2 separate regions of the Sus scrofa genome follow, and region 2 is linked to region 1. The links are chromatin contacts, called in public HiChIP or PLAC-seq maps. All regions are on one chromosome and are shown on one strand. Each heading gives the region's core, a stretch centred on a gene start, on an enhancer-like site or on the middle of the called end of the contact. The rest is flanking DNA. Distances are from core to core; before and after follow the strand shown. Region 1 has its middle 66 kb from the start of CLIC6. Region 2 overlaps LOC106505851 (a long non-coding RNA gene).

Region 1 (2,769 bases), core at 174-2,673:
CCAGGAAAAAATGTCTTTGTTTTTTCACATTTTTGTGCATTTTCCTACACTTTCTCATCACAGTTACAAGAGCTGGGTATGAAAATTCTTTCCTCAATGAGCAAACCATGATTCAGCAAAATTAAATGGCTTGCCTAAGGCCAGATAGCTCTTTGCCAAGTCCAGTTAAAGAGGGCAGAGGGGCTAGCAGAGAAAGAAACTATTGAGGATATGCTGATGGGGAGTGAAAAAGGTAGACAGGAGGCTGGTCTTCAAGAAACATCAAGGAGTTCCCACTGAGGCTCAGCAGGTTAAGGCCCTGACATAGTATCTGTGAGGATGTGGGTTTGGTCCCTGGCCTCCCTTGGTGAGTTAAGAATCCAGCATTGCCACAACCGGCAGAGTAGTTTGCCGATTGGGCTCAGATCTGGCATTGCTGTGGCTGTAGAGTAGGCCTGCAGGTGCAGCTCCAAGTTGCATTTCTAAAAAGGAGGACATAGAGTTCCCGTCGTGGCGCAGCGGTTAATGAATCTGACTAGGAACCATGAGGTTGCAGGTTCGATCCCTGGCCTTGCTCAATGGGTTAAGGATCCGGCGTTGCCGTGAGCTGTGGGGCAGGTCACAGACGCAGCTCGGATCTGGCTACTGTGGTTCTGGCGTAGGCCGGCAGCTACAGCTCCAATTAGACCTCTAGCCTGGGAGCCTCCATATGCTGCGGGAGCAGCTCAAGAAAAGGCAAAATGACAAAAAATTAAAAAATAAAAAATAAAAAAGGAGAATACGCTGTCCTTGGATAATCTTTCTATTATCTTAAAAGTTCATCAAAAACAGTAAATCCTGGGGCCCACTGCTTATGATCATGATTGTCCAAATTAATCCAAAGCTTCTTGCATTGACTCCTGGGGCAACTTACCCTGCCAAAGAAGACCAGCACTGACCAGGGCACTGAGGGTCATCTCTGCAGGGTGACAGCAGTCCCTGCGACAAGATTCTCCTGAAATTGCCTTATTGAGCCCTCTGTTTACTGAATCTCTCCTGGCCTCTGTGTTGCATTTCTGTTTTCTCCTCCACAAAGGATATATTGTTCTCTCCTAACATCCCTCGAGTAAAAACCCCAGGGTTGAGTAACCTTGCTGCTCCCACCCCTTCTAACCCCGCACCCCACTTCCTTGATTCTCATCCCCTTCAACTTCCCTCCCATGTCGTCCCTTAGGAAGATGTGCATTGGAAATCCACCTCTGTGTGACCTTGCCAGGCACACGGGACCGACGGTGGCCCCAAAGTCCTCAGACTGAAGAGGGGGAGGGCAATGCAGGGGGGTTAGGGATTGCCTTCCTCCTGACAGTACTTGTTCCACAAAACTGAGCTTCAGGCTCTGGGCTCTAGATCCAAACTTCCTTTTTTAATTGTTAGCGTGTGAGAAGACCAGGACCAGCCAGCCTCCCACGGAGCAAACTAGGGTATCAAAGCACTTCCTATGGGAGTTCCCTTCATGGCTCAGGGGAAACGAACCCCTCTAGTATCCAAGAGGACACGGGTTCAATTCCTGGCCTCACTCAGTGGGTTAAGGATCCAGCGTTGCCATAAACTATGGTGTAGGTCACAGATGCAGCTGGGATCCCGCATGACTGTGGCTGTGGCTGCGGCTGTGGCTGTGTTGTAGGCTGGCAGCTATAGCTCCAATTTGACCCCGAACCTGGGAACTTCCACATGCCCTGGGTTCGGCCCTAAAAAGACAAATAGAAAAAAATCACTTCCTGTGATCTCTACTGTCACTCACCCCGAAACAACCAGGCAAACACCACAGGGCTTCTGTGGCAGTCTTCCAGGTGCTAAAGACCCTTGCCTTGGTGTGTGAAGCTGGTGGCCCTGCAAGGTCACACTTCAAAGGTGACCTGTGAGTGCCATTGTATTTCAAAGACATCTCCTCTTTAAAAGTGGAAATGGATCTTCAGCCTTCTCAGAAATCCCAAGTAGAAAGTCTTTTATAGAAAAGTAGCAGCATTAAAACCGAGGGTAACTTCGATAGGTGATCTAACCTACTCTCCACTGCCAGACAGTGGGCCACCCTAAGATGCTTCTGCAAGAGGAGACACTTCTTTGCCAAGATCTACCTGGGGGCATTTCCCGTTGTGGTTCATTGGAAATGAATCTGACTAGTGTCCATGAGGACACAGGTTAGATTACTGTCCTCGCTCAGTGGGTTAAGGATCTGGCATTGCTGTGAGCTGCTGGTGTAAGTTACAGACACAGCTCGGATCTGGCATTGCTGTGGCTGTGGCGTCGGCCAGTGGCGACAGCTCCAATTGGATCTCTAGCCTGGGAACCTCCATATGCCAGGGTTGTGGCCCTAAAAAGACAAAAAGACAAAAAAAAAAAAAAAATAGATCCACCTTGGGGAGATGTTACACCCCTTCCACTGCAGCCACCCCCATTTCTAGGGATTACTACTTTCCAGAAGCCTTTTCCAGAGTGAAGCAAATCCCTTCCACGCTCAGGGAGCATTTGCGGGGTCTGGTCCTGGACACAAGGCGGGAACCAGCTCCTCCCTTCAGACCACATTCTCAGGGAAGCCTAGAGATCTCAGACAATGTGCTTATTAATAAAGATAGAAATCATTTCATCTGTGAAGGCATCTTGTGGTTGAAACTGTATATTCATTTCTTTCCAAGGAAACTGCTTTTATCTCACTCAACATAAGTGAATCAGAGAGCTGCCGAGAACAAAATCAGCATGCCTTGATTGTATTTCTCTTTCTCCCCCAAACAAAATTGTTTTATTTCCATGAAA
Region 2 (2,700 bases), core at 175-2,674, 520 kb before region 1:
GTAAATTATTGGAGTGGATAAGCAATGAGATCCTGCTGTATAGCACTGGGAACTATAGCTAGTCACTTATGATGGCACACGATAATGTGAGAAAAAGGAATGGCTAGTCACTTATGATGGAGCATGATAATGTGAGAAAAAGGAATGTATATGTGTATATGTGACTGGGTCACCTTGCTGGACAGAAGAAAATTTAAAAAACCCTGTAAACCAGGTATAATGGAAAAAAAATAAAAATCATTAAATAAAAAAATAAAGTTATCAAAATGCTAAAAAAAAAAAATGAAAGCACCCTTTTAACCCTATTAATCAATTTTATAACTCTTAGTAAGTCCCGGAGACCTGACTGATGTTTGTTCACTTCCCACAAAATAGTAGATAAATGTCCACAAGAGAACAAGTATTCTGTCACTTCCTCAGTGTCTCTGGTAATATAAGAGTTTTTAAAAAATGTTCATGTGTGTTTGCACACACAACAATGCACATATAAATCAAAGACGTCCCCTGAAATAAAATGCTGAGGTCATGTGAGCATATTTCAGCCTTTAACTTAGACACTTAGGCTGCATGCCCAGCTATGACAGAGTCCATGTTTATAAAGTTAATTTAATTTCAGTTGTTAGTATCAGTTACCATCATCCCAGATTTAAAACCACCAGCCCAGAGACTTGCTCTGAGTTCTTGCAGCCCCTGGTAGCTCTACCAGGCATCTGGCACTTTTACGCAAACTCCCTCATATTGTTCCTGGACCATCTATTTCAACAGGCCTTTTCTCTTCATTTTATTACAAATTCTTGAATCCAAGGATCATGTCTGATATTTCTCAGAATCCTCGTTAATGTCTAGTCCAGAAGCCTGTTCTAGCAAATGCTCCAAAAAAAGTTGTTGATTGATTCAAAATGGATTTTCAATTTTATGAAAAATATTTTTAGAGTAAAGGAAATATTCACTTTTGCGTTTGGAAAATAAGATGAATATGGCTAAAAAAAAAGTGGAAATGGGGTGACATGTTATGGGTTGCAAATTTCCACATCAACGCATAACTTCAATATAAAATCCCAACCCAACTTCATGAATAAAATAATGAGACAAAATAGGGAGATGTGACAAACTGAGTTTAGTATTCTCACTTCTTCAAAAAGTTTTTCCACCATAATCAATGGAAAAAAACAGAGTTGTCAGTCTTTTTTGAGAGGAGGAGGCATGTGTGTTTTCTCTCTCCCCCCTCCCCTCCTCCCTCCTTCCCTCTTGTCCCTTCTGAAACTGAGTCAGACCAGCCATATTTCCAGTTAGAAGTTGGCACTGGAGCCCAGCAGCTGTTCAGAAATGTCCAAGTGGACAGCAAATGGCGTTGATGGAGTTAACGGCAGTGACTCACTTGGGACATTCACAGCAGGTCAGCTGAAACCATCCCTTGCTGTGAAGAGAATTCAGTCCCATTGGGCAAAAGCCCAAGAAAATGAGCTGAGGATGATAACAGCATAGTGCCTCTCAGTTGCCACTGGTTGCTTTTCTGTTCTCAGTTTTCACAATTTTTTTAGAGATGGATTTTTTTTTTTTTCTAACGCAATCAAGAACAGTGATGGGAAGAACAGGCTGAGCAGCTGTTGACTTTTTGAAATCACAGAGGGGAGGTTTGGTATCTGGAAATGCTCAACACAACTTGCCTTGCAAGCTTTGACGATGACTTTCACATATAAAATTATGGGTCAGAAGCAGGAAGCTGAGGACTCTTTATGCCAGTAAATCTAGCTTTGGCCAATGTAAGATTTAGGGGATTTCAGAAAGAGTTCATTCATGTAGAAACACTTTTCTACAAAATATTATGATAGTTTTAAATGTACTGAACTGAGCAACAATAAAAACAAACCAAAAAACATACGAGAAATCAGGCATGTTCATATTTTGTGAGCTTATACTTTTTCCTTAACACAGGAGGAAATATATAAAAATATGTTAAAGCTCTTGGGTGTTTTTGCATTATAAAATATGGCATGATTACCTATAATGGAAAATAACCTGAAAAAGAACATATATATTTATTTTAATATATTTATATCTATCTATATACCTGAATCATTTTGCTGTACACTTGAAACTAACACAACCTTGTAAATTAACTGTATTTCAATAAAAACTACAAAAATGATATGAAAGAATAATAAAGACATATTTAGAGAAAAAAAACCATGATCACTTGAAATATCACAATCTTTACACAAGACCTATTTCTATTTTTGTTTTTTTCCAAATTATTTTCTAAAAACTCTATTAAGACAGATATCTTAGATTTGTTCTTTACAGGTAGAAATTTAACAAATGAGGAATAATAATTCCTGATATTAAGGGTCACTAGACATAAAGTTCATTTCCCTAAAATTCTGGCATGAGATCATAGTTTCCACATTTAGATGAGAGCTTGCTTCCATTGCACTTATTTGGTAGAAAAATCTGATTTGGCTATTTGAATGCACTATTATGAAGTTCCTCTTTGTGACTGAACCCCAAAGCTGATTCTGATAGTTTCAGACCAGGCTGAAAACAGAATTAAAAAATGAATTAATTTTCTTTCCTGAGAATAAAATATTTTCACTGAGTAGACTTCAGTAAAATAAATGACAATCAAATGGTATAGCTTGGTAGGTACTTTAATGGATTAAACAATTTTAAAGTGAATAGTTTGAAATGAATTCAGCAGTT

What was found. HiChIP or PLAC-seq counts read pairs in DNA pulled down with a chosen protein or histone mark.
Region 2: a contact with region 1 is called in an H3K27ac HiChIP or PLAC-seq map of alveolar macrophages. The contact joins two enhancer-like sites. A contact is called at or near these places in 2 of 2 datasets of contacts at active chromatin or transcription factors (alveolar macrophages and skeletal muscle).

The regions. Positions count from the first base shown.
Region 1 is chr13:198,315,290-198,318,058 of Sscrofa11.1, reverse strand. No RefSeq gene overlaps it. Among named protein-coding and RNA genes, the nearest start is that of CLIC6, 66 kb to the right of the region's middle. Within about 2 kb of position 1,423, at least 1 of the 83 cell types and tissues checked has an H3K27ac peak or open chromatin away from gene starts, as enhancers often do. A contact at or near this core is called in alveolar macrophages, where this site is marked.
Region 2 is chr13:198,833,370-198,836,069 of Sscrofa11.1, reverse strand. All of the region lies in intron 1 of LOC106505851 (a long non-coding RNA gene), which reads right to left. Among named protein-coding and RNA genes, the nearest start is that of RUNX1, 200 kb to the right of the region's middle. Within about 2 kb of position 1,424, at least 19 of the 83 cell types and tissues checked have an H3K27ac peak or open chromatin away from gene starts, as enhancers often do. A contact at or near this core is called in alveolar macrophages, where this site is marked.